Regions from separate parts of the Sus scrofa genome. Here all the other regions are linked to region 1. A link is a contact called in public Hi-C, HiChIP or PLAC-seq and promoter capture Hi-C data. All regions are on one chromosome and are shown on one strand. Each heading gives the region's core, a stretch centred on a gene start, on an enhancer-like site or on the middle of the called end of the contact. The rest is flanking DNA. Distances are from core to core; before and after follow the strand shown. Region 1 holds the start of MFHAS1 (malignant fibrous histiocytoma-amplified sequence 1). Region 2 overlaps LOC102160389 (a long non-coding RNA gene). Region 3 overlaps MFHAS1 (malignant fibrous histiocytoma-amplified sequence 1). Region 4 overlaps MFHAS1 (malignant fibrous histiocytoma-amplified sequence 1). Region 5 holds the start of ERI1 (3'-5' exoribonuclease 1).

What was found. Promoter capture Hi-C pulls out the DNA fragments that hold promoters and counts their contacts. Hi-C and Micro-C count contacts between places; a contact is called where the count stands out from the background. HiChIP or PLAC-seq counts read pairs in DNA pulled down with a chosen protein or histone mark.
Region 2: a contact with region 1 is called in a promoter capture Hi-C map of fetal liver, with 5 times the contacts expected there. The contact joins the enhancer-like site here to the promoter of MFHAS1 in region 1. A contact is called at or near these places in 2 of 5 promoter capture datasets (fetal liver and liver), 21 of 47 Hi-C or Micro-C datasets (adipocytes, adipose tissue, alveolar macrophages and 12 more) and 2 of 2 datasets of contacts at active chromatin or transcription factors (alveolar macrophages and skeletal muscle).
Region 3: a contact with region 1 is called in a Hi-C map of liver, with 3 times the contacts expected there. The contact joins the enhancer-like site here to the promoter of MFHAS1 in region 1. A contact is called at or near these places in 3 of 5 promoter capture datasets (fetal skeletal muscle and liver), 4 of 47 Hi-C or Micro-C datasets (brain, embryonic fibroblasts, liver and 1 more) and 2 of 2 datasets of contacts at active chromatin or transcription factors (alveolar macrophages and skeletal muscle).
Region 4: a contact with region 1 is called in a Hi-C map of skeletal muscle, with 3 times the contacts expected there. The contact joins the enhancer-like site here to the promoter of MFHAS1 in region 1. A contact is called at or near these places in 1 of 5 promoter capture datasets (fetal skeletal muscle), 8 of 47 Hi-C or Micro-C datasets (adipocytes, embryonic fibroblasts, fetal liver and 5 more) and 2 of 2 datasets of contacts at active chromatin or transcription factors (alveolar macrophages and skeletal muscle).
Region 5: an H3K27ac HiChIP or PLAC-seq map of alveolar macrophages shows a contact between it and region 1. The contact joins the promoter of ERI1 here to the promoter of MFHAS1 in region 1. A contact is called at or near these places in 2 of 5 promoter capture datasets (fetal liver and liver), 6 of 47 Hi-C or Micro-C datasets (embryonic fibroblasts, epiblast stem cells, liver and 2 more) and 1 of 2 datasets of contacts at active chromatin or transcription factors (alveolar macrophages).

The regions. Positions count from the first base shown.
Region 1 is chr15:56,198,716-56,204,111 of Sscrofa11.1, forward strand. It overlaps MFHAS1 (malignant fibrous histiocytoma-amplified sequence 1), which reads left to right and starts at 1,740. Exons shown (of 3, transcript XM_021075967.1): 1 at 1,740-5,292. The coding sequence starts at 2,301.
Region 2 is chr15:56,309,185-56,314,615 of Sscrofa11.1, forward strand. All of the region lies in intron 1 of LOC102160389 (a long non-coding RNA gene), which reads right to left. Among named protein-coding and RNA genes, the nearest start is that of MFHAS1, 110 kb to the left of the region's middle. Within about 2 kb of position 3,332, at least 6 of the 83 cell types and tissues checked have an H3K27ac peak or open chromatin away from gene starts, as enhancers often do. A contact at or near this core is called in fetal liver and fetal skeletal muscle, where this site is marked.
Region 3 is chr15:56,271,123-56,276,668 of Sscrofa11.1, forward strand. The region is part of intron 1 of MFHAS1 (malignant fibrous histiocytoma-amplified sequence 1); the gene reads left to right. Among named protein-coding and RNA genes, the nearest start is that of MFHAS1, 73 kb to the left of the region's middle. Within about 2 kb of position 2,714, at least 24 of the 83 cell types and tissues checked have an H3K27ac peak or open chromatin away from gene starts, as enhancers often do. A contact at or near this core is called in brain and liver, where this site is marked.
Region 4 is chr15:56,289,883-56,295,458 of Sscrofa11.1, forward strand. It overlaps MFHAS1 (malignant fibrous histiocytoma-amplified sequence 1), which reads left to right. Exons shown (of 3, transcript XM_021075967.1): 3 at 3,442-5,576. The coding sequence ends at 3,475. It overlaps LOC102160389 (a long non-coding RNA gene), which reads right to left. Exons shown (of 4, transcript XR_002339377.1): 2 at 445-1,924. Among named protein-coding and RNA genes, the nearest start is that of MFHAS1, 92 kb to the left of the region's middle. Within about 2 kb of position 2,134, at least 9 of the 83 cell types and tissues checked have an H3K27ac peak or open chromatin away from gene starts, as enhancers often do. A contact at or near this core is called in fetal liver, fetal skeletal muscle and skeletal muscle, where this site is marked.
Region 5 is chr15:56,122,173-56,127,701 of Sscrofa11.1, forward strand. It overlaps ERI1 (3'-5' exoribonuclease 1), which reads right to left and starts at 1,348. Exons shown (of 7, transcript XM_021075032.1): 1 at 1,071-1,348. The coding sequence starts at 1,178. LOC106508273 (a long non-coding RNA gene) reads left to right here and starts at 1,434. Exons shown (of 3, transcript XR_001305012.2): 1 at 1,434-1,702; 2 at 2,799-2,927.

The DNA of each region.
Region 1 (5,396 bases), core at 490-2,989:
ATGCATTCAGGGGAATAACCCCACAAGGGGAGTTAACACACCTGGTTCTTCCCTTTACCTGGCTGTTTGATTGAGAGGTCACTTCTCTTGGGACTGTTGCCTCCTCTATGAAAGAAAGGCTCAGTCTAGATGATTCAGAATTTTCCTTGAAGTGGGGCACCTGGGGAACTCTTGAGCGTTCTGATCTTCCAGGAAGACCTTCAGGGTGAACATGGCTCACTTGTATCTGTTAAAGTACTTGAAGCTCTGGGTTCCACCTGGCTCCAGGAGCATCCTCCAGTACCACGATGTACCTACCAGACCAGGCTTGATAACCATCACTGGGGCAGCTTTCCAGCCTGAGGTGTTCAATGGCTCTCTTTGTTTTTTTTTAATTAATTAATTAATTAATTAATTTTTGTATTTTTGCCTTTTTTAGAGCCACTCCCGAGGCATATGGAGGTTTCCAGGCTAGGGGTCTAATCAGAGCTGTAGCCAGCGGCCTATGCCAGAGCCACAGCAACACGGGATCCGAGCCACGTCTGCAACCTACACCACAGCTCAGGGCAATGCTGGATCCTTAACCCACTGAGCAAGATCAGGGATCCAACCGCAAATTCATGGTTCCTAGTCAGATTCCTTAACCACTGCGCCACGACAGGAACTTCTCAATGGCTCCCTTTAAAGAGACAAATTATTACTATTCAAATACCTGCACTTAATTTGGGTCCCCAAATGACAGCAACAATCCCTTGTAGGGGAGAGCCAACCAGGTGTTAACTGGTGCATTTAACCAATTACATTTAGCTTTGTGTCTCTGAGAGCTATTTGCTTCATTATTAATCAAGCTGGAGGCAATGACGGAGGTGCTACCCTGAGGCTGAATAGAGTTCAAGGTTTGGGCAAATTCTGAAGAAATTATTTACTTAGTGTAGATGTGACCGCAAAGAAATTCCAATAAATAAATAAATAAGTAAACAAGCAAGCAAGCAAGACTTGGAGTTGAGCATTGGGCTGTAAATTTTTCTTGACATAACTGCCATTTTCTTGAACCTACAGCATAATAAGGACTGTACAGTTGGGGATATGGTATTTGTTTCCTGAGGCTGTTGGGAGGATGTGTGGGACATCCCGGATAAAACACTGCGTGGCCCCCCTTTCTCCACTCCGCAGTAAGGCCGGCGAGGAGCCTGCTCAGAGCCTTCCTCAGGGGAGCAGAGAATGTCTGTCTCTGGTCGGTCTGCCATAAAATAAGGTCTCGATAAATATTTACCAAGTGAATGAATGGTTGCCTGCTTTTCTCGTTCTTTTGTTTAATCACACTCTCCTTTTAGGTTCCTACAATGAAACCCAGGCCCCTGCATGCTGCCGGTTCCACTAAGGTGTGGACATAGGGTGAGTGGAAGGGGGAAGAAGGGTAAGGAATGAGTCAGGGAGGCCTGGGATCCAACACGTGAGGGGAGAAGAGAAAGAAATTCTTAGAGGCGCAGGGCCAACAAAGAGCCAGACGCAGGCAGACTTAAGCAGGAGCGCCCCGGGGCCGTGATCTGCAGCCGGGACGGGCCACCAGCGCGCCTCCGGCTCAGCGGTGTCCAAGCCGCCGCCCGTGGAGGGCGAGGCGCCCCCAGCCCGGCTCAAGGCGCTGGTCCGCGGCCCCCGCCCCGGGGCGGTGCCGGGAACACGCGGCGTCTCCGCGGGTCACGTGGGGGCCGCTCCGCCGGGCGGCGCTGCCGCTTCCCGATCTCGCCCTCCCAGTGGCGGGGACGCGGCGCTCGCGCTCCCGCCGGAGCCCGGGGAAGCGGAGACTACGAGGCGGCCCGGCCCTGCGCCCACATCATGCCCGCAGCGGAGCGGGCCGCCGCCGTCCTCGTGGAGCTCGCGGAGGCGACGATGCTGCGGGCCGCGGGGCCGCGGCAGCGAGGGTAGCGGGGCTAGAATCGGCCCCGAGGCCCCGGAGGCGGGTGGAGCAGGAGGGGGAGCGGCAGGCATCCTCCGCGGCGCGGCGGGCGGGCGGCGGCCCTGCTGCCCCGGCGCGCCCCTGGCCCGAGAGCCCGGAGAATGCGAGCTGCGCTCCCCGCCGGCCGGCCGCCTCCCCCAGCGCCGCACGCCCGGCGCTCCCCGGAGCTTCTCGCGTCGCCGCTGCCCCCCAGCTGCGGGCGCCTGGCCGCTGGCTGCGCTAGGACCCGCCGCCGCTGGTCGCGGAGGGCTGGTGGGAAGGGAGGAGCGGGAGCTAGAGGGCCCCAGAGACTGGCGCCTGCCTGGGCGCAGCGCGGCATGTAGCTGCGGGCGCCCGCGCCAAGGTGTCAGCCCGGGACCCCACCATGGCTGGGACGGACAGTGGGAACCTGAAAACGGTGAGGCTGTGGCGGGACGCCGCCCTGCGTGCCAGAAAGCTGAGGAGCAACCTGCGCCAGCTCACCCTCAGCGCGGCCGGGGGCAGCCCAGGTGCCGACCAGATCGACTCCCCCGACGCCCCCCAGCTGGTGCTGCCGGCCAACATCGGGGACATTGAGGTGCTGAACCTGGGGAACAACGGCCTGGAGGAGGTGCCCGACGGGCTGGGCTCTGCGCTGGGCAGCTTGCGCGTCCTGGTTCTGCGCCGAAACCGCTTCGCCCGGCTGCCCCCCGCGGTGGCGGAGCTGGGCCACCACCTAACCGAGCTGGACGTGAGCCACAACCGGCTGAGCGTCCTGGGCGCCGAGGTGGTGAGCGCCCTGCGTGAGCTGCGGAAGCTCAACCTCAGCCACAACCAGCTGCCCGCCATGCCTGCCCAGCTGGGCGCGCTGGTCCACCTGGAGGAGCTGGACGTCAGTTTTAACCGGTTGACACACCTGCCCGACTCCTTCTCCTGCCTCTCCCACCTGCGCACCCTCGACGTGGACCACAACCAGCTCACGGCTTTTCCCCGGCAGCTGTTGCAGCTGGCGGCCTTGGAGGAGCTGGATGTGTCCAGCAACCGGCTGCGTGGCCTACCTGAAGATATCAGTGCCCTGCGTGCCCTAAAGATCCTGTGGCTGAGCGGGGCTGAGCTTGGCACCCTGCCCAGCGGTTTCTGCGAGCTGGCCAGCCTGGAGAGCCTCATGCTGGACAACAACGGGCTGCAGGCTCTGCCTGCCCAGTTCAGCCGCCTGCAGCGGCTCAAAATGCTCAATCTCTCCTCCAACCTCTTTGAGGAGTTCCCTGCCGCACTGCTGCCCCTGGCTGGTCTGGAGGAGCTCTACCTTAGTCGCAACCAGCTCACTTCAGTGCCATCCCTGATCTCTGGCCTGAGCCGTCTTCTCACCCTGTGGCTGGATAATAACCGGATCAGATACCTGCCAGACTCCATCGTGGAGCTGACCGGCCTGGAGGAGCTCGTGTTGCAGGGGAACCAGATTGCTGTGCTGCCAGACAACTTTGGCCAGCTCTCCCGGGTGGGCCTGTGGAAGATCAAGGACAACCCGCTGATCCAGCCCCCTTACGAGGTCTGTATGAAGGGAATCCCCTATATCGCAGCCTACCAGAAGGAGCTGGCTCATTCCCAGCCGGCGGTGCAGCCCCGCCTCAAGCTGCTCCTGATGGGCCATAAGGCTGCAGGAAAGACCCTGCTCTGTCACTGCCTCACCGAAGACAGAGTGGAGGTGAGCCAAGGAGAAGGGGAAAAGGAGAAGAGCTACCCCGCTTCACCTCCTCCTGTGAGCAAGGGCATTGAGGTGACCAGCTGGACAGCGGATGCCTCCAGGGGCCTGCGGTTCATCGTGTATGACTTAGCTGGGGATGAAAGTTACGAGGTGATCCAGCCCTTCTTCCTCTCCCCGGGGGCTCTTTATGTGCTGGTGGTGAACTTGGCCACCTATGAGCCACTGCGCTTTCCCACCACTGTGGGCTCCTTCTTGCATCGGGTGGGGGCCCGGGTGCCTCATGCCGTGGTGTGCATTGTAGGCACGCATGCCGACCTCTGCGGGGAACAGGAGCTGGAGGAGAAGTGTTTGGACATTCACCGCCAGATTGCCCTTCAGGAGAAGCGTGACGCCGAGGGCCTAAGCCGTCTAGCCCAGGTGGTAGATGAGGCACTGGCCCGGGACTTCGAGCTCCGCTCTGCCAGCCCCCATGCTGCGTACTATGGCGTTTCAGACAAGAACCTTCGGCGGCGCAAGGCCCACTTTCAGTACCTGCTCAACCACCGGCTGCAGATCCTCTCCCCCGTGCTGCCCGTTAGCTGCAGGGATCCCTGCCAGTTAAAGCGCCTTCGGGACAAACTGCTTTCAGTTGCCGAGCACCGGGAAATCTTCCCCAACTTACACAGAGTACTGCCCAGGTCCTGGCAGGTGCTGGAGGAGCTGCACTTCCAGCCCCCTCAGGCACAGCGGCTCTGGCTCAGCTGGTGGGACTCAGCTCGCCTGGGCCTGCAGGCCGGGCTGACCGAGGACCGACTGCAGAGTGCTCTCTCCTACCTGCACGAGAGTGGCAAGCTGCTCTACTTTGAGGACAGCCCGGCTCTCAAGGAGCATGTCTTCCACAACCTGTCCCGCCTAATCGACATCCTCAATGTTTTCTTCCAGAGGGATCCTTCCTTGCTGCTGCATAAGCTGCTCCTAGGGACCAATGGTGAGGCTGAGGGTGAGGGCGAAAGCTCCCCACTGATGGCACTGCCCGCCCCGAGCCAGGACACGCTGCGGGCCACCCAGCTTCATCATTATGTGGAGGGCTTTCTGCTGCATGGGCTCCTGCCAGCCCATGTCATCCGGTTGCTGTTGAAGCCTCATGTCCAGGCTCAGCAGGACCTGCAGCTGCTGCTGGAGCTGCTGGAGAAGATGGGACTATGTTACTGCCTCAACAAACCCAAGGGCAAGCCTTTGAATGGGTCCACGGCCTGGTACAAGTTCCCGTGCTATGTGCAGAATGAGGTGCCCCACGCAGAGGCCTGGATTAATGGGACCAACCTGGCCGGGCAGTCCTTTGTGGCTGAGCAGTTACAGATTGAATATAGTTTTCCCTTCACCTTTCCACCTGGCTTGTTTGCACGCTACAGCGTCCAGATCAACAGCCATGTGGTGCACAGGTCAGATGGCAAACTTCAAATCTTTGCATATAGAGGAAAAGTCCCTGTGGTGGTGAGTTACAGACCTGCCAAGGGGGTCCTGCAGCCAGACACTCTGTCCATCGCCAGCCATGCGTCTTTACCAAACATATGGACAGCATGGCAAGCCATAACCCCCTTGGTAGAGGAGCTGAATGTCCTTCTTCAGGAATGGCCTGGACTGCACTACACCGTGCACATTCTCTGTTCTAAGTGCCTTAAGAGAGGGTCGCCCAATCCACACGCTTTCCCAGGTAAGTGGGGAGAGGGACGAGACTCTTCTGTGATGTGTTTTAAGATGCTTTTTGGGAAGATATTTATTTCTCATTTGGCAGACAGTTTTCAGGCTCCCCAGGAA
Region 2 (5,431 bases), core at 2,082-4,581, 110 kb after region 1:
TTAGCAGAAACGAATCTGACTACTAGTATCCATCCAAGAGGACATGGGTTTGATCCCTGGCCTTGCTCAGTGGGTTAAGGATCCAGCATTGCCATGAGCTGTGGTGCTGGTCACACACGTGGCTTGGATCTGGTGTTGCTGTGGCTGTGGTGTAGGCCACCTGCTACAGCTCCAATTCAACTCCTAGCCTGGGAACCTCCGTATGCCGTGGGTGCAGCCCTAAAAAGACAAAAAAAAAAAAAAAATGATGCTTAAGAATGTTTTATAATAATACTAAAAAATTTTGCTACAATTCTAAGGGGAAAATAGGTCACAAGTTTTATATGTAACGTTTTTCCAACACTTGTGAGAAAAAAAATACACAGGCAAAAAGTGTCAGACAAAATGCTAACCAATTACTTCAGATTTGAGGAGGTGGGTGATTTTTTTTCTCTCTCTTCTTTCCAAATTACCCACAATAAGCTTTACCTTGAAATTATAATATCATTACCAAAAAACACATGTCCCTTAGGTGACCACCTCCTCCCTCACTGGAGATCTCTTTGTCCCCCTGTTCATCACACCACAGCTTTCTCCCTATAGACACAATGAAAACAAGAAAAACAAAGCCACAGAATTCACTTTTGCAAGAATCATCAAGGTTAGCATGCACCCAAACCATAACACATTTGATAAGATGCCCAGAGGAGAATTCCACCCCGCTTCCATGCATTCCTGCCCAAGACATGTAGCATGAATCTCATCATGAAGAAGTATCAACAAACCCCAAACTCTTTTAAAGGGTAGCTGGCCTGGACTATCCCAAGATGTCAAAAGCCAGACAAGAAGGGCTGAAGAACCACCCAGATCAAAGGACACCAAAGAGAAGTTCCCCTGTGGTGCAGGGGGTTAAGGATTTGGCATTGTCACTGCAGAGGCAGTGGACGATCCTTGGCCTGGGAACGTCTACAGTTTCAAAAAAATAAGCCAAAAAAATAACTAAATAAAAGGACACCAACCATAAGTGATGCAGGATTACATCCTCGACCAGAATTTTTCTATTGCTAAAAGAGCAATAAGTAAACAATTGATGAATTGAAATAAATTCTGCATATTAAATATTACAACAGTTTCATCATTAGTCTTCTGATTCTGTTAGGTCTAGCATGGATATCTATAAGACAGTTTTTAGGGAATACATGCAGACATTCTTTAGGGGGCATCAGTTTGCAACACACCATCAGATGGTGCAGAAAAAAATAATATACATATGAGAGAGAATGCAAATGTGTTAATAGTTGGGAAATCTGGGTGACAGGCATACTGGAATTCTTTATTCTATTTTTAATAACTTTTCTGTAAACCTGCAACTATTTCAAAATAAATGGTAGAGATAGTGAGAAAAAAAGAAAAATTGTCTTCTCTCTTTCTCAACTTCTCTCTCCCTGCCTCTTGTCTCTCTCTCCCATCCCACAAACCCACACACAGAAACATGTCTAAAGGAAGTGTAGCAAAAGCATTAATAGCATTTATATCTAGACAGTGGGGCATTACGTTTAAAATTAGTCTTGCAAAGACAATAAAAGCAAAAATAAACAAGCGGAGCTATAACAATTTAAAATGCTTCTACATAACAAAGGAAACCAAGTGAATGGAAAACAATGAAATAAAGAAGCTGCCTCCTGAACAGGAGAAAGTATTTACAAGTCATATATCTGATAAGGGATTGATTTCCAAAATATACAAAGAACTCATATAACTCGATAGCAAAAAACCAATCTGATTAAAAACCGCGCAGAGGATCTGAATAGGCATTTTTCCGAAAAAGATATACAGACAGTCAACAGGTACATGAAATGTGTTCAACATCGTTAATTACTAGGAAAACGCAAATCAAAATCACAGTGAGGTACCATCTCACACCTGTAGGAATGTCTATCATCACAAAGACAAGAAATAACAAGTGTTAGCAAGGACGTGGAGAAAATACTGCCATTGTGAACTATTGCTGGGAATGTAAACTGGTAAAGCTGCTATGCAAAACAACATGAAGGTTCCCCCCAAAATTAAAAATATAACTACCATATGATCCAGCAATTCCACTTCTGTGCATTTATCCAAAGGAAAGAGACACTAAGCAGTAAAGATACATGCACTCTTATGTTCACTGCAGCATTGTTTACAATAGCCAAGATATGGAAGCAACCTTAGTGTCCACCTATGGACAGATGGATAAAAAAATATATATGTATATATGCAATGGAATGTTATATACCATGCACATGTATATATGCAATAGAATATTATTCAGCCTTAAAGAAGGAAATACTGCCACTTGTTTTTTTTGTTGTTTTTTTTTTGTCTTTTTTTTCCTTTTCTAGGGCAGCTCCCACATGGAGGTTCCCAGGCTAGGGGTCGAATTGGAGCTGTAGAGGCCAGCCTACGCCAGAGCCACAGCAACGCAGGATCTGAGCCACATCTACAACCCACACCACAGCTCACGGCAATGCTAGATCCTTAACCCACTGAGCAAGGCCAGGGACCGAATCCACAACCTCATGATTCCTAGTTGGATCCGTTAACCACTGTGCCACGACCGGAACTCCAATACTGCTACTTGTGATGAACATGGTTTGACATGCATGAACCTTGAAGGCATTATACAAAGTGACATAAGACCAAGAAAGAGAAATGCTGTATTTTCTCATTTACATGTGGAATCTTAAAAAACAAAAACAGAGGGTAGAATACTGACTGCCAAGAGCTAGGAGGTGGGGGAAATGGGAGAGGTTGGTCAAAGGGCATAAACTTCTTGTTATGAGATGAATCAGCTCCCAGGATCTAATGTTCAGTATGGTGACTACAGATAACAATACCGTTTAGTACACTTGAAAGTTGTTAAGAAAGTAGACCTTAAAGGTTTTCATCATCATGTCGACAACAACAAAAAGGTAATTATGGGAGGCAAAGGATGTGCCAACTAACCTGATTGTGGTAAACGTTTTGCAGTATATACGTGTATCAAGTAATCATGCTATACCCCTTAAACACACACAATGTATGTCAGTTACATTTCAATAAAGCTGAGGGGGGGAAATAATAATAAAATCAACCTTTTTATGCTTTTATGTTTCACACATAATCAACCACCGATATGTATTTATTCTCATCATATACATACATTTACAACTTTAAAATGGGCCACCAAGGGCTGTGGCTGTGATCTGCCCTGAGGGCCCCTCTGCAGTGTCAGTTGGCTTGTCTGTATCACGACTCTCCCCACACAGTTACACCCACGTGGGCTCCACCAGCAGCTGTGGCTGGGCCAAAACTGGCCTCAATGGGATGGTGATAGTAAGACAGCTGTACTCTCAAGTGACTTGAAGTGTCACATGTCTTTCCCCTGAGGCCATGAGTATACCGTATGACGGAAGAAACTAAAAATGGCAATGTGCATACTCTTTGGTGTAGAAACACCCTGTCACTTTCTGGGAGCTGAAGAGTTCCAGAAAGATGAAGGTGGAGATTGTCTACGTGGTTAACGTGTCTCTGATTTTTTTTAAAGCAAATTATTACTTGTTACGGATTTATAGTACACGTCATCTTAATCTCTGGGTGTCTTGGAGAACCACCCAAGTTCTTTCCCCATTAGTTATAGTTTTAAAAATAAATTTTAAAGTAGCACTTATCACAGTGCTGGGCATATCTCATAGAGAACCAATAAATACTCTTCTGATGAACTGATCAAAAAATGAATCCAAAAGGTGTGAATGACTGGCATGAGAAGAAAACTTTGCAGTCCGGGTTTTAAGGTTTGGATTATGCAATAGGTTTGACAGTTTCTGACCAATTTATTTAACAATTTTCCAGTCTGTGCCAGTTGACTGTGGCCTCAGTGGGTCACTGAGTTTGCCTCTGGCTGCAGGCAGGAACAGGTCACACACTGGGATCTCAGCAGGCAGGCTGTACGCCAACATTCTGCAAAACGTCCAGAAAGGGCTTTCACAACTTAATGCTGAAAGGCACCCTAAAGTTTATATCACTGAAAATTCAGCCTTAATAGATCAACCTCTTCATCCCACAAAGCTAGGTCTTCAATTTGTGATTTTAGAAAGAGAGACATGTTCAATTCTAGACTCTTTTCATTCGTTTCTGTCCCTATGAGGGATGATTCTCTGAATTTATTCTCAAAGTCTGCAACCATTTAAATATGGAGACAAATGCTTAACCCACTCATTAGAGGAATTAGACATGGATTTTCTTCTAACCTGCTTTTTGAGCAGCCTCTTGGTTGGACTCAGACAACCCAAGATATACTTTTGTGTAAAACATCATGCTCTTTGAGAAAACCTAACTGATTTTCTGTTTACAAAATATTTCAGAAATCAAGGTAAAAGCCTTTAGAACTAAACCTTGGAAATTTTAATTTCCAAATATTAAGAAAGAAATGTATGACAGTAAACATGTATTATTCTGTCTTGACATCTGGCATTGTGATTAGTTTCTTTCCAGAAAATAACTTTAAATCATGATGTGAAGTTAAATGTAAAAATCTAACAAGAGAGGAAAATGGCTTCAGGATCTTAGAATTCAAAAGTGTCTCTGCTGTTTGCATCAACATTCCTTCTCTCATGAGTATTCATAATTCCATCACATTTCAGTCATCAAACAGCCAACACATAGAGCTACCTAAGGTGACATTTGTACTGATTTAATACTTACAATAATCTTGCAAAGAAGGTACTATTATATTCTTTTTACAGATAGACAGCAAGAGTCAATTGCCTGAAGTAAATAAGTAATCAAAGGCAAAGCACAGTTCCAATCCTCTGACCTGACTAAAGGGTACAAAATTTTAGCAATTGCATTTTACCATATGTCTGATTATTATCAGAGGCAAATTGGGAGAGGGTAAAATTAAGGTATTGGGCAATAATCTTAATGGTAGCTAACTCTGACCAATCCTCAGAGGTCAAATTTCTGGGGTACCAAATTCCTCTTTGAGGAAAGTAGCAAAAGGGGGTGGGTTTATCACGTTCTGCGAGAGTTTTGCATTCTGCTGAGCTGCATCGTGGTTGCAGTCAGCAATTGCTGTATTCCCTTCAGCTGTCTTGTACTCCTTTAGCCCCCTCCTGTTGAGAGTTTTGCGGTATGCTGCGCCACCTGGTGGATACTGTAAGCAACTACCCCTTTTTTAAGCATACATACATCACACTGTCCTGCTGCGCTTTGCGGTCTACTGCGCCACCTGGTGGTTATTGTTAGGAATTACTCTATTCTCTTCATCTGTCTTGCAAGTCTTCGCCCTATCCAGCTGTTTTTGCATTCAACTGCGCCACCTGGTGGATGCTGTTAGCACTTACTCTATTCCTTTCAGCTCTCCTGTACGTCTTTGTCCTGTCCTGCTGAGTTTTGCGTTCAACTGCACCACCTGGTGGATGCTGTTAGCAAT
Region 3 (5,546 bases), core at 1,464-3,963, 73 kb after region 1:
CTAGTGCCTTGAGAGTGCCCAGGCTGTAGTACAGAGAAGGGAGCTGAGACATACCTCCTAATTCAGGGGCCCAGGGTGACTGGTGTTTGCAGGACAGAGAACTGGAGAGGAAAGAGAACTCCAGAGGGTTCTCTGGAAAACCCAGCAGGGTGCTGATCAGCACATGTGTGTGAACAAACTATCTGAGACTGGGGAAAAGAAGGGGGGGGTGCTTAGATCTGATTTCCTCCTACCCCATCCCCAGAGCACTAAATAACTTATAGTACCTCCACTTCCCTAGTCCCCTTCCCCCACTCTAACCCATTCCAACTATAATTCAGAAGAGGGCGGTTTTTTTTTTTTTTTTTAAGCTACACTTAACAGGTTTCCCTAAGTCTTGTAATTCTTCAAATTTAGAAAACATTTCAAGATGTTGGCATTGGAGTCTCCCCAAATGGATCTTGACTTTGACATGACTTTCTCTTTAGTTCGTAAAAGATGCAAGAACCAGGTAAAACAGAAAAGCAGAGTGGCTTCTGGAGCAGAGCGCTTCCAGTTTCTGTGCCAGGCCTGGCATATGGAGGAGACAGTGATGGGCTGGGAAGTTTGAACACTTGCCCCAGCTGGCCATTTGTGTCCCCTTGGGAAGAAGAGGGGGTAGTCTGTGGCCCTCATGGCCTGAGTGTGCGCCCCACTAGTGTCAGATTTGGGACCACATCCCTGAGAGAGCTTGAGAAGCCGCTTTGTAAATGCCGTCAATTTCTGGACTCATCAAATGATCAGTCACTTATTCACCATCATCTCATACCTGCTATGGGCCCAGCACTGCTTTCATTGCTTGGATCCCACAGTGAACAAGAGGAATCCCCATACTTGTGATGCTTACATTCTAGTAGAGGAGACACGCCATAAATCAATACATGTTAGGTGGACAGAAATACCATAAGAAATATAAAAGAGGGGACAGAAAGTGGGTGACTAGGAGGTGGGGGTGCTGTTTATACAGGGGGGTCAGGGAAGTTCTTCTTGAGGTTTTGATATCTGAGACTGAACAAAGCAGGGATGGGGAAGCTCAGTGATTAGAATGAGGTCCTGAGGTAGGAGTTTGCCCTGCAAGGAGGCCAGTGAAGCCAGGGTAGGAGAAGGGAGATGACATAGGACCCTGTAGATGTGTGAGTGACAGAGGAGGCGGTGGAGGGTCTGAGCCAAGGAGTAATGTGACCTGATGTGCATTGAGGGAGCCCCTCTGCTTCAGTGGGGAATGGACTGTGGGGGCAGGAGGTGGCAAGGACCAAGGAGCTGATGACATGGTAGGATGCCAGTGGGTCTGAAGCTGGAACAGGATGCAGCGATGTATTCAGTGTGTGGTGTGAGAGAAAAGGGGAGGGAAAAATGACTCCATTTTTGTTTGGTTGGTTTTTTTTTTTTTTTTGTCCAAAGTGACTGAAGAACAGAGTGGACGTTCACAGACACAGGGAAACCTGGAAATGGAGTAACTTGGTGGGGGGTGGAGCCAGTGGGAGTCAAGAGTTTGATTTTGGGCACGTCAGTATCCAAGTGACAGTGTTTGATAGGTAGTGGGATCTCGGTGTGATATCCAGGCAAGAGCTCAGGACTGGGGGTGAACTGAGGCCACAGCCAAGCAAGCAGACCGAGCTGCCCCCAGAGGTGGCTCTTTCCCCTGATGAAGCCAGTCCTGTTTGGGGGTCCCATACATTCTAATGGGTGTAAACACTTTCATGTTTATGTTTTTTTCTTTGTGCTGAGGCTTCATTTGGAAGCCAGCTGTGTACCTCCTTGCAGGAAAAGGTGTATCTGAAAGATAAGAAAAATAAAGACTTACATAATTCAAAAAGAATTCTTTCTTACCAAAGAATTTTAAGGTTATAGATTTTAATTTGGTCAGTTTCTATGCCATTAACTATTAGGAAAAGAACTACTCCTATTTAAGACTGAAAATGTGATCACTGGTTAAAAAATGCATGTGCATATTTCTCAAATAACCTAGAGTGGAAAAAAATGCTTTCTTGTTCACAGTTGCAATCTGGGTTTTTGTTTTGTTTGCTTTTTAGGGCTGCATCTGTGGTATATAGAGATTCTCAGGCTAGGGATCAAATTGGAGCTGTAGCTGCTGGCCTACGCCACAGCTTATGGCAACACCAGATTCCCAACCCAGCCCACTGAGCAAGGCCAAGGATTGAACCTGAATCCTCATGGATACCAGTCGGACTTGTTTCCATTGCGCCACCACGGGCACTCCGCTTTTTGTTTGTTTAAACTGGCCTCAGGTCCAGGCTGGATCTTCTGGGAATGAAAACTTGGATGGGGGCAGGGGGGTAGATAAAGAAAAACTCCTGCTGGAAGAGGATCCGGGCTGGAACAGGTTCCCCTGTAGTGTCTGTGGGTCTGACTCTTAAGTTTGTGGGGTTTTTCAGGGCCCTGTAGGGGCTTCTCAGAGAAGCTCCCCCCTCACCCAGAGTAATTCATTCCTCCTCCCCACTACCTTCCTCCAAGGGAAATGAATTTGCAGGAATTGTCATCATCTTGCTTGTTTGGAGACGTGAAGCAAAGGATCACTCCTAAGGACTTCAGGTCGTTCCCTAAGTCCTTCAAAATCAGGTCAGTTTTGACAAGCCTGCCTGGTCAGCATTTCAGCTTTCAGTTCAGGTCCTAAAAGTTCCTCCCATTTTCAGCTGAAAGGAGAACGCAGGTTGGAGGGAGGCAGTTTTAGTCTGAAGGCTTTTGGGAAACTGTCTGCATTCACTCCTCTGAGCCTGGAATGGTTTCCAGTAAGAAGTAGGTGACAGGCTATCCAAATAAAGAGTAAGCTTTTGAAAACACTCCAGTCCAGCGGCATGGGGGCTTTTTTATGATCCTGACTTGCATGTTGAGAGCGGGAAGGCCAGAGCTGGGTTTGGGCTCTGTTCCTCCGCCCTGCCTCCTCGCCTGAGTGCACTTTGATCTATGAAGCATGTCTCATCCTCAGCCAAGTCGGCTAGAACTTTATCCAGAGCAGGAAAAGGAGAAATATTTTTCCTTTCTTGGGTGGATTTGTATTTATATAAACCCTTAGCAATGGTGATGGAGCCAAGTGGCCGGCACAGCGTCTGAGGCGAGCTGGAATGAATGAATGGCGGGAAGAGGCAGGGCTATGTTTCCCTGTGTCCCCAGTCAGCTCTGACTTGGGTCAGACCTAGTAAAGGTCAGTAAGGAAAGAGGGTGGTCTAAGACCTCAGAGGCATTTTGCTGAGGGATGTGCTCGTACACAGGGCCATTGATGCAACAGGTCGAGCGGAGCCAGCAGCTGATAGGTTAACCCCAGATCATAACTCCAGTGAGGTATCTGTATGTGTGTGAACGATTGGGTCACTTTATTTCTTTGCATGTCATCACTAAGAGTATAAGCTTGTAGACGACCTCTGAAGCTCAACCTTCTCGTAGTGTTACTAATTTACCTCCATGAATCTGTCTATACCTTTTTGGACCAGCCCTTGCCACTTCTCAAGGCTATTTACTTTTTTATTTCTATTTCTTTTTTTTTAATTGAGGTGAACTGATTTAACATTAGGTAAGTTTCATGTTTCCAATATTGTATTTCTTCTATGTATGCTCTACAGTGCTCACCACCCAAACTTTAGTTTCCATCCATCACCATCAATTTGTTCCCCTTTGCCCTCCCTCCATCCCTTTCTCTCTGGGAACCACTATTCTGTTGTCTGAATCTGTGTGTTTGTCTTTGTTTAGTTCAGCTTGTTCACTTATTTTATTTTTTTACATTCCACATGTGAGTGACATCAGATGGTATCTGTCTTTCTCCGTCTTATTTCAGGGCAGCGAATTTTTACAGTAGGCTTACCATCCATATGAAAGCTTTCTTGCCCTAAAGCCCCCTTATTTAAGCTTCAAGTAGTGCCTTGTGGTTCTTTGTTTCTAGGATACAATGTGACTCCTCTTTGGCCATTCTAGAGAAATTTTGTACAGAATCTAAAGACAGGATCTCTTATTCTTGTAATATGGCGATTTGTCTACTATCTGCGCGAGTCTGAGGAAGTGCTGATACCAAGTGTACTGAACGTTAATATAAAACAATCTTTTATTTTACACCATTGTAGGCACCTCAGATTCTGGCAACGTCCCTGGAGTAATTCTCCTACTTATTAAATTAATAAGTGCCACAGGAGCCAGGTTCACCTGCTGTCCCAGAATGTTTGTCCTGGCCCCTAGGAATATTTATTTTGTGTCTGTTGGGGCCTCACACTTCAAAGAGGAATCTTCCCACAGTTTCTCCCTGGCATATCATCCCAGTGCTGCGATGGACACTCAGAGAAGGAAGCTCCTCAGGGACCCTGGGACTCTTTCTGCAGGTGGAGGAAGTCTAGGCAAAAGAGCAGCCTGGAGAAGGAGGTGATGGGGGGGCCTTTTGTTCCACTGCAGGTGATGGAATGGGGGCCTGGGGGGTGGGGAGGGAATTTCAAAGAGCCAAGCATGAGGAAACGGTGGGGAAGAAAGGTACAGAGGGTTGCATATGTACAAATAAAAACACACAAAAAGAAAAAGACATTAGGAAAAGGAAATGTAAGCTTGTAATGTGAAGGAAGGAGATTTGCAAAAAAATTTGTCAGCAAAATTTTTACCCCTTGAACTTTTGCCAGATGTTTACCCTGAAGTCCTAGCTCTTTTGATCCGGAAGAGACCTGCATGCTGATCCATCCAAGAGGAGACCCCTGGACCAAATGCCACTCTTTTTGGTGTAGCATACTCAAGATATTTAGTCACCTCCTTCTGTCCCTCAAACAAAAAGCTTTTTGTAATTAAAAGCAAACATTACTCTGAGGAGAGTCATCCTCTGTCAGGAACTGGGTTAAACAGTGAAAAGCTAGGCCTGTCTGCACCAGATGGAACACCTGCCATAAAAAGAAAAATTCAAAGTATCCGGTCACTTGTGCCTGGCGTCAGGGACAGGCTTGGCTTCCATTGCATTACTCATCAGGAGCATCTGAGGGCTTTACAGGTTAGCTTCATTTTATGAGTCAGAGAAGAAACTAAGAATGTGGCCTTCGTTTTTCCTTCTGCCTCTGTCACCACTGTCACCACCTTGGAGGATGTTGGGAAGAAGTCGAAGTGCTGAAATTTCATTTGCTCAGGGCAGCCTAATTAATGAGAGGCCATGAAGACTCGCTGAAAGTAGGTAGTGAGCTGTATCCTTAGCTCAACGTCATCTCCAAGAACCCCAGCTGACCTGCTTCTGGGGTTCTACAGACCTCGGCTTGTACATTGTACTTTTTTAATGGTAAGACTTGACCAATTGTCCACAAGCCTTCAAGGATAGAAGGTCATTTCCAAGTGATTTTTAAAAAAAAAAAACAAAGTCACGGCATTTAGAGTCAAAACTGGACTTGAGAACTCAACACATCTTGGAGCCAGAAATGCCTTTACACTGTCAAATTGCCTAGAACTCAGTGGCTTCCTATATTTTGAAGACTGGCAGGGCTATATATGGTGAAAATGAAAACACAGTTCTGAAAGAGATTCACAGTATAGGGGACCATTGCAGTTTAGGGGACCAC
Region 4 (5,576 bases), core at 884-3,383, 92 kb after region 1:
AGGGAAACACCTGTGTGGCCAGGGGCCAGCGGGAGAGGAAAGTGTGAGTAGGAACCTGCATTGTGGTTTTTACGGGAGGTACGGGCAAGGCAGGGGAGAAGGCATAGGATGGGCCAGTTTGGATAGTTTCCATGGACTCGGGGGCATAAAGACAGTCCCACGTTGTCTGGAGCATGGCCCTGGCATGATTAGGGTAGATGGACTGCAGCCTGGAGTGTGAGAGCTTGATAAAGGGGGTGGTTGGGGGCGTGGGCTCTGGATTCACTGGTTTGCAGTTGAGAAGCACAGTCACACTTAGGTTGTTGACTCTCTCTGGGGACTAGCTGGCTGATGCTGGGAGGGGCATTCCGCCAGGGTGGGCGAGGCCCTGGAGGTCAGAATTTCAGAATACAGAAAAGACTTGCTTAATGGTATAGCTTCCTTTTCAGCCTAAGCTCCACATACCTTGAATGCTTTTGCCGCATCCTAGGAAGAGCAGGTTCCATAGCCTGAGAGGAGGCTGGGCTGAGCCTCCCCATACCGACTTTTCCTTCAGCTCCAGGCCTCTGTCTTCATCATCCTAGCTGGCAGCTCCCTTGGATGTTCTGTAGGCGCCACAGGTGTGCGTTCTGTCTTCCTCCCCCAGGGCTCTCCACAGTCTGTGCCTCTTGTCTCTGGGGGTGACATAGCCTGGCACCATCTCCCAGGCTGGGAGTCTGTCCATTCAACACCTCCTTTTCTTCCCTCCCATAAGCAGCCTTCCACTAAGAACTGGTACCCCATCTTAGTAGTGTGTCTCGAATGAGGGAATTCAACTACCGAACTTTCTCTTCAGCCTGTGCTTTCGTCTAGGTCCTCCTGTCTCCGCCCTAAGACTGAGTCTCAACTGGCATCTTCCTCCCTAGTCTTTTTGGCTTTCTATCCAATGCCATCTTTCAACATCAGACCCCATCACTTCTCTTCCTACTTTAAAAGCCCTGAATGACTTCCTGCTGATTAGGGGCTCAAGTTCAAAATCCTAGGCACGACACACAAGGCTTCCCCATTGGACCCCACCACCCTTCTGATGTGTGACACCACCTTACTGTGGGAGGGTTAGCCAGGCTTAAGTTCTGGCTGGCTCTCAGTTCACCACTAGCTGCTTCATGTGTCATTTTTGAGAAGCCATCCTCAGCCCTTCTAACTGTAATCAGCCATTCTTTCCTTCACATCTCCTTTTTATACATCTCCTTATGAAGAGATGGTAGTGATCACTACACCTTATGGTAATAATCTCATAGTACCTGGGCTGTTTTTCTGCCTGTGACTTTTTCATCACATCTTTTTTTTTTTTTTTTTTTTTTTTTTTTGCCTTTTCTAGGGCCAATTCCTGCGGCATATGGAGGTTCCTAGGCTAGGGGTCTAATCGGAGCTGAAGCCACTGGCCTACGCCAGAGCCACAGCAACGTGGGATCCGAGCCGCATCTGTGACCCACACCACAGCTCACAGCAACGCTGGATCCTTAACTCACTGAGCAAGGCCAGGGATCGAACCTGCAACCTCATGGTTCCTAGTCGGATTCATTAACCACTGAGCCATGACAGGAACTCCTTCATCACATCTTATTCCTCATTCATTCAGCAGATCTTTGTTGAGTGTCCTCTACTAGGCATTATGCCAAGCATTGTGGGTACAGAAATAACTGAGACCCTCAAGAATCCAGTAGAAATGGGAATCAAAGGCACAACCAGACAAACTTGTGTCTGATTCCAATTGAAACATGACACCTCCAGCAACAAGTGTATCGAAGTCCTGTAGGCACAGAGACGAAAGCACTCTGCCAGAAGAATCGGGAAAAGTTCCAGGAAATAGCATTTGAGGTGGATCTTGATGAGGGCAAGTTTGAAATGGAGGCATAGTCAGAGGCGGGGAGGCTTGTGATCAATGCTTTTTTCCCTTACGTGCCTAAACAGGAAAAAACGACATCCATGTGCAGAATGCTCAAACCAGTTTTCCTTTTTTCCCTTTGAACACTGGGGTATTCCCTCTAGGTGTCCTTGATTACATATCCTTGTGTTTCTCAGTCTTACGAGTGGCTCAGGGGAGCAGACAGCCAGACACAACTGTCTGCCTTTCCCCAGGTTTGCTAGAGTCAGTAAGAAAAGCATATGCATAGCACCTCTCCCACTCAGAGCCAGAACTCGCTCCACCAGCATTAACCACTTGGCTGGCATGTGTGTTTTCACGCTGCCATTCTCCTTATGGTTAGATTAATTATGTTATTACTTGAATTTGAGGCAGTTTTCAAAACTTTCTCTACTGGGAAGTTTAATATATTAATAGGCCTTCAAAATGTCCACATGGCCAAGTGCCAGAGAAATGTGAAACTATCCCCAGGGCCCCAAATAGTCCAGTCTTGCTTTCAGTCGTCAAGCATACTTTGGCGTCAAATAACCCTCTTTAAAGGGCCCGGCCCTGCCGCTCACTGGTGTGTGTGCCCTTGGGGAAGTTATTGGACCTTAGCTCCTTTCTTGGTGAATGCAGAAAAAGGGAAAGCTTACCTGATGGAGTGTTAAGAGTTAAGGACTAATCAAATAACACAGTATGGGGAATGGTGTGATTCCTGGCATGTAGTGAGCATTTAGTAAATGGAAGGTGTCTATTTTTGGTGATGTTGTTATTGATATTATGCTCAGCCAGTTCTTGTGTGGGCTGGAGAAATGTCTTAGGTAGATACTAAATTATCAGTTTCCATAAAATCAGGCAGCTTCAAGAGAGAGGCAGGGTGGAGGGTGGGGAATGCGGGTGGTAAGCCCTGTACCTCTTTGTATGTTTTATTAAGTGTTGCCACAACACTTTAAGTATGTTGCAAGTCATTATAGGATAGCTAAAATATGGGGGGGGGGACACTTGATGTGTTCTTGTCTGACCATTTGGTCTGAATGGAATGCCACTTTAATTAGCTGAAGATACGTGGTTTCTTCATTTTATATTCATCTAACTCCAGCTTTTAGTTTGACAGCCTTTAATTCAAGTCAAAGCATGCTTTTTAGTCTAGATAGACACCCACTCTTACTTCTTAGTACAGAGGCCTACTTGCAGAGGGTAATTTTGTGTGTGTCTGTGCATGTTTCTTGAAAGGAAGCAGTGCTGTGTTTAGAGTTCAAGGTTCTTGATCAGAAATCTAGTTAGGCTGTGAAACTACAGTGGAATAGGTAGAAAGAGCTAATTCGTCTAGTTCTCTCTTTATGTCTGAACTTGGTGTCATAAACAGAAATGTTTGACTAGGTTTCTAGTAAAAAGCCTCTTTCCTTTGTAGAAACATTAATTGCCTGACATTTGCAATTTTACACAGAGCTCTAGAAATAGATATGGATATCTGTGCCAAAAAGATTTATATTGTGATTTGTTCTTATAACTGAGAGTATCATTTCCTATTTCCTTTCGTCATTTCTGTGCTTTCTTCTCATCTACCCACATAGGAAGAACGTTGGTGAAAAGCACAGAAACCAGTGACTTTTATATGGCTGTGGAACTTCCATGGAGAAAAGAGCATCAGAATGTACCTGGACCATCTTTTGTACCCGGCAAACCCTCCACGCTCCCAGGCATATTCTGTGACTTCAAGTGCATACGTGTTTGGGGTGCTTTCAGGGGAGGAAGCACACCTAGCCTGTAGACAAGATGGGGAGGGGCAGGGGTGGGTAAGGATGGGAGAGAATATGGAGCAAATGTTTTACAACCTGAACCTCAGAACTGTGATCCTCCAGGGAGAGCGCTACTTGAAGAAAAGAAAAAAAAAAAAAAAAAAAAAAAAAAAAGTCGAATGGCTTCTCAGGGATTTTGTTTTCCATGCACATATAAGCCATAGTTCCAGTACAGGTGGCAGTATTTAGAGCACTCAGATTTCAGTTCTGTTAAATGTGAAAGAGCGATCAACTGACCATTCATTGCTGTTCCGTAACTAGTGTAAAATATGTATATGTTTATCTTTATTTTTATAATATGCAAATACATTTAAATTTATACAGGTTGAAGCTTCTAGCGTTAGTTAACACTGGGTGCAATATTCTGATGAGAACTGTGCCAAGATGGGGCTGATTTCTTATTTTAGCATAGGACCTTTTTGTTTTTATTCTTTATTCTTTAATCCTTTGCAGATTAAAAAGAAAAAGATCTCTCTCTCTCTGCCCATGGATGAAGTGTTGGTTCATAGAGGTTGGCAGTAATCAGCAAGAACTTTAAATATATGTTTCAGGCAATGTCCCCTCCCCTCCTTTTACATAAAGATCCCTGCCTATAAACCACTGGACAAGGTAATAGGATTATTCCTTTTCTTTGCCCACTAGTGCCAGGCAGTCTTCCTTGCTCTAGGCTTTGTGATAACTGCGAATTGTCACTGGGTGATGGTGTGATGGAGGCCTGGTGTTAGGACTCTTCAGGGGAGGGGGATTACGGAATCCACAAATCCATGGAAAACCAGAGTCTTGCAATAGCTCAAGATAATCAGGAGTCAGTTCTGAAGCATATATATATAAAGAGCTCTGCTAATAAGTCTTTTTTTTTTTTTTCTTTTTTCTTTTTAGAACAGAGTCTGTGAAATTTAGCAGAGCACTCTGAAAGCCCTCCACATCTGGTCAGACCTTAAGATAGGGCATTGCCTAATTGGAGAGCATGAGCCCACTTTGGCTATTTATAATTACAGAGCCTCTGATTGGATGGTCTACTGCCAAGAACTAGTAAAATCCTAGTTTTAAAATCTCCATAAAATGCAACTTAAAAAGCCAACCAATGAAATTGCTCTCTCTTCTTCTCCTCATCGGGGCCAAATAGCATCTGCAGCGATAGTAACACATTCCTTAAGGAATGTGCATGACTCTGTTTACATCTGCCGCCTATCCATGTTGATTGAAAATGTGTAAAACTATTTCACACCCATGTAAGGCAAGAAAAAAATGAGTCCACTGGTATTATTCTTTTATAAAGTATTGATTCTTGGAATGCCACAGTATATGAAGTCTCCATGTATTTTTACTTTTTTTTTTGGCCGTGCCTGTGGCATGTAGAAGTTCCTAGGCCGGGGATTGACCCATGCCACAGTAGTGACCTGAGCTGCTGCAGTGACAACACTGAATCCTTAACCCACTGCGCCACAAGGGAACTCCCAAAGTCGCCACATATTTTTAAAAGAAAAAAAAAAAAAAAAGAGCAAGTGGCTGCATTGCAAAAAAAAAAAAAAAAAAAAAAAAATCACAAATTGAATTTTTGTAGATTATTTTGTGCCCCAGGAGTTAACTTCATTAACTCCAGTACCTCCAGTTAAACAAGCATGACATCTTATAAAATCAAATGGGATCAGACTATTTCCACATTTTTATACTTGAATATGACACCTCAGATTTGCGATTTCATTTTCTTTTAGAACAGTCACAAGATTAATCTGGTTAATCCTTTTGTCACAGTTCTCCTGTGCGTGTGCATGTGCGAGTGTATGTGTGTGTGTGTGAGTGTAAACTGAATGGCGACATTTAATTGCTTTATGGATCACTGAATTGTTGGGCATAAAAGTTTTTCCAATTGGCACGAGACAGTTCCTAAACTGTCAAATTAAGTGACT
Region 5 (5,529 bases), core at 98-2,597, 77 kb before region 1:
TTTGGAATAGATTAGCAATGAGATCCTACTGTGTAGCACTGGGAACTACATCTAGTCACTTATGACTTGAGCATGATAATGTGCAAAAACAGAATGTGTACATGTGTGTGTAACTGGGTCACCATGCTATACAGTAGAAAAAAACTGTATTGGGGAAATAACTATTAAAAATAATAATAATAAAAATCTTCTTGGTGCAGAAAAGGTTTCTTTTGATAAGCACCTACTTACTAAGTTATTATTAAAACATATTTTCTTTCATCTTGAAACAAATTGTGTTTAAAAAAAAAAAAAACTTTAAGGACCAAGCTATTAATCCCTTTTTCATCACAGAAAATGACGATTCAGGAAGGGCGGAACCCAGTCAGATTCATGTTACTAAAAGATCATTCTAGTTGCTATGTGAAAAGAGCAAGAGCTGGGAAGCCTCTTATAAGTACCCGCACTAAGAGGTGCTCAGCATCTCTGTATTATTAATGGTATTATTTACACTCTGCAGCGCTAGTCAACAAAAAATAATTATCTGTCAAAGAAAATAAAGTTTTAAGACTGTTTTTGCAACTTTGCCACTGTAACGAAGATTGACCAGTGAGCTATCAAAAGCATTAAGAGTATCATATAAAGTCCACAGGAGAAAGAAGTAAATGGGCACAAATCAGAGACAAAGCTCCAGCTAACAGACACAATACTTTCTGCCAAGGCTGGGAGGTGGGCTTAAAGTCTTAGGAAGTGACATACCTAGAACATTTGGCGAGATTTTTAAAAGCACAGGCTAATTACGAACTAGGGCTACAAAGAATGAAAACAGGAACCGTGCCCCCCCCCCCAATGTTTACAGAAGAATTCCCACTAAAATAACTTCTAAAACCGCAGTTCACGTACTTCTCGTCTACTGTTTACTCACTTCCAGAGGGTGACTAGGACCAGAGAGCGCTCCATGACAACCACCCAGAGTAAAGCTCCCAGAGTTGGGGACCGGGAAGGCGGCCGGGGCTGGGGTCCTAGGGTGCGCAGGCTGCGGTTCCTGCGGGAAAACCCTCGAAGACTGGGGCGCGCGGACGGACTCTCACCTCGGGATTCCGATGCTGCGGCTGCTCCCCGCACTCCGACCCCAGCGACCCGCGCCGCGCGGGAGCCAGGGCCTCGCCGCCGGGCTGGTGGCTCTGCTCATCCTCCATGCTGCGTGTCACCTAAGAAGAGAACTGCTGGTGTCCGCCACTCGCTAACTCTCACTCGGCCAAGCCCGAGAGCCTCGCCTTTCTCCGTTGAAAAATTACCGGGCTCGCGTTCCCGCGGCGGCGGCCACACAAACTCCAGCGGACACCTCCCACTTCCGGGAGCGTAAGGCGTCCAGACGCCGCGCAGGCGCGGTGAGCCGGCTGGCGGAACGCGAGCGCTGAAGCTGACCGGAGCGGGGGGGAGGGGCGAGAGGAAGGCGCGCGCGGGAGAAACTGGGAGTGTGCGCTCCCGGCGCGGAGTTAAGGCTAGGCCAGAGTTCGGACCCTAGAGCCTAGAGGTTGCCACTGGAGGAAATGACCCGTCACCGTCTACTAAGAAGAAAATGATGGGCGCCCTGGAGAGAGATGAATTTTAACCGTAGCAAATAACATTTATAAAACAGTCTTCATTTTCCGTAAGGCATTTAAGACATCCACTCTGGACAAGAAGAAATGGGTCTGGACTTATTAAGAAACTGAGCAAAGTATGTGAAACAACTGTTTTCAAGAATAAGCAGTTAGGGACCTTTGTACCTGAGAGAAAAGAAACAAACAAGATGGGCCTTGTATCACCCTGGCCACCTGCTGGGAGGTAGTTTCCAGTTCAGAAGTACAAGGAGAACTCAGAGCCTAGGGTCTTGGGTAAAGACAGGGCTGACTGAGTGGAGAAGGCAGGGATTGAATTTGGGAATTTGAAGAGAGCAAGTTGGTTGGGATTTAAGAGGCAGAGTTCATGGAGAAAGCTTCAGAAATCTGCATAGGGGCACCCTTGCATCTTTAGCTGAATACAAATCAGTGAATATTTCATGTGAAACTCCTCAAGGCCAGGAAAGAACAATTATTGGGGAGCAGTAAGCCAAACAATTCTCAGAGCTCACACAGGACTTGGGAATCATTTGAATTCTCTGGAGCAGAAGTGGAGAGACTTCGAATTCATGGAATGTGCTATAGAGACCCCCAACGAGTCATGCCTTAGTAGTGAGGTAAACTTAGCTCCAGACTGGCCTCTAAAGGAAAACCATTGTAGCTCCTTCAACAGCTTAAAGACAAGCTCTGGTAGAAGCAAACTGCTCAGTAAGTAACTTAAGTGCCTGCCAAAGCAAAGTCTAATACTCTCTATGATAAAATCCAAGATTCAACAATATTAAATTCAACATATCAGGCATCCAGTCCAAAATTAATAGACATACCAAGTAGGAAAATATACAGTAAATAAAAATATATCAGGAGTTCTTGTTGTGGCCCAGCGGAAAGGAATCCGACTAGAACCACGAGGTTGCAGGTTCGATCCCTGCCCTCGCTCAGTGGGTTAAGGATCTGGTGTTGCTGTAAACTGTGGTGTAGGCTGGCAGCTGTAGCTCGGATTGGACCCCTAGCCTGGGAACCTCCATATGCCATGGGCATGGCCCTAAAAAGACAAAAGTAAAGAAGATTCAGTAGTAGGGATTGACTGATCATTTATCTATCCTTCAAATGATGGGCTTATACATTAGTACTGTTGCCAGTATCTGTGAGAATGCTAAGACACAGTAACCATTCAGTCATTGAACAAATATTTATTGAGCACCTTCTATGTGCCAGGAATTAGCATTGAACAAAACGAATAAAACTCTTGGCCCCACTGAGCGAGTTTATATTCAAGAAGTGGAATAAAGACAACAAACAGAAGAAATAAGTACAACGTTTACAGTATGGAGGGAAAATATGCAGGTAAGGGGAATGGGGGGATGCTCCTTGGTAAGATGGAGGTAACAGTTATAAATAGAGTGGTCCTGGGAGATCTTTCTGATGATGTGCTCTTTGAGCAAAGACCTGAGGGAGGTAAGGGTACAAAGTATGAGGCTATCTGGGGGAAGAGAATTTCAGGCAGAACAAGCAGCAAGTGAAAAGGCCCTGAGCTGAGAATGTGCCTGAGATGCTCAATACCACTATGTCCCATACTTTCCTTTGATTGTATGGTATTAGCATGTGAGAGACCCACATTTTGTAAATGTTGGCTCTGCTGATGCTCTCCCTGTACAGTGAGGGAGAAGCCCAATGATGCTAGTGCCTTCTGCCTAAGAAAATAAGTGCCCTTGTTGGACAGCTCAAGAACAAAGCCTCCGTAAGTGTTTCAGGTGTGGCACATGCCTAAAACAGAGATTCTTGAATCAGTTATTCTTTTAATAACCCCAGTGAAAAACAAACCTACCTTTCATTTAGCATTAATGTCCCTGGATTAATCCACTGTCCACTATAGATCTGTGTATTGAAATACCAGGTATTGTAAATTTTTCTAGGCTGAACTAAACATGTGTAGAGTAGAATGTCATTTGTTTCTAGGTCATTCACCCATGCTGCCTGGTGCCAATGTACATTTAGTTCTATATGTTTATGTTTGTATCTGAGTACCCTGCTCTGTTCCATTGTCCCTGTTGTCCTTGCCTCACTGTTTTTATTGCTTAGCTCTGCAATGTGTGTGTGTGTGTGTGTGTGTGTGTGTGTGTGTGTGTGTGTGTGTTTGGTTTTCTCTCTCTCTCTCTCTCTTTTTTTTTTTTTTTTTTTGTCTCCTTTGTCTTTTTTTTTTCTTTTAGTGCCAAACCCACAGCATATGGAAGTTCCCAAGCTAAGGGCTGAATCAGAGTGTAGCTGCCAGCCTACGTTACAGCCATAGCAACGCTGGATCCCAAGCTATGTCTGTGACCTACACCACAGTTCACTTCAACGCTGGATCCTTAACCTACTGAGCGAGGCCAGGGATCAAACCCTCAACCTCATGGTTACTAGTCAGGCTCATTAACCATTGAGCCTGCAATATGTTTTAATATCTTCTAAAACAAGTTTCTCCTCCTTACTCTTCTTTTTCAAGATTGACTTAGCTATTTATGGATTTTTGGTCTTTCACCTATATTTGAGGATAAACTTATTTGTCCTTAAAATCCCAAAAAAATTATCATTGAAATTGAATTCACTAGATTAATTTGAAGAAAACAGACATATTAAGTCATCTTTTGAAAAATATAACTGTTTATTCAGATCATGTTTTATAAAATTTTACAATTTTCTCCATAGAGGTCTTGTCCATTCTTGGTTAAGTGAATTTCCTAGATACATTATGGTTTTCGTTGCTGTTATAAATGGTATATTATTTTATACTATATTTAAATTTTAGTTTGGTTATTTATGGTGAGAAAAAGAATTAATTGATTTTTTATAATGCCTAAGCTCCCTTATAAATTTTAAGTTTTTTTTATTCTGCTGTTTTTTTCTAAGATGGACAATCATATTTCTATAAATGTTTTAACTTTACTTTTCCTACCTTTATACCCCTTTATCTTTTTCTTTTCTTACTGCATTGCCCATAGGCCTTGGTGATTTATAAATAGTAATGGTACCAGTTCTGAACTCAGGGGAGTTGCATATAAAAATCTCTATTTAATATAAGGTTTTTTGCAGTTTCCAAGGTCTTTTCCTTTAGTATTGTAAAAGTATTACTTTATTTTCTTCTTGTATCTGATGTTGCTTTGAAAGTCTGATATCAGCATGACTTTTGATATTTTTTTTTGTCTTTTTTTTTTTTTTTTTTTTTTTTTTTGCTTTTCTTTGGGCCGCTCCCGCGGCATATGGAGGTTCCCAGGCTAGGGGTCGAATCGGAGCTGTAGCCACCGACCTACACCAGAGCCACAGCAACGCAGGATCCGAGCCGTGTCTGCAACCTACACCACAGCTCATGGCAACGCCGGATCGTTAACCCACTGAGCAAGGGCAGGGACCGAACCCGCAACCTCATGGTTCCTAGTCGGATTCGTTAACCACTGCGCCACGACGGGAACTCCCGACTTTTGATACTTTTTAAATTATCTGTTCCCTTTGAGAACTCTGCATATTTTATTTTTGTCATTGATGTGCTTAAATTTCGCTATAATGGATCTAGGTAGATTTTTTTTTTTTTTGGTCTGGTTTTCTTTGATTTCTCTTAATCTGAAATCCTTTTTTTTTTTTTTTTTTCTGTCTGTTTGTCTTTTTAGTGCCACACCCACGGCGTATGGAGGTTCCCAGGCTAAGAATCTAATTGGAGCTGTTGCCACCAGCCTACACCAGAGCCACAGCAACACCAGATCTGAGCCTCGTCTGCAAACTACACCACAGCTTACAGCAACAACGGATCCTTAACCCACTGATCGAGGCCAGGGATTGAACCCACAACCTCACAGTTCCTAGTTGGATTCGTTTCCCCTGTGCCACAATGGGAACTCCCCATTTTTCTTTAATTTAGGAAAATTTACCATTTTCTCCAATTTTTCCCTACTCTCTATTTTAACATCATAAAATT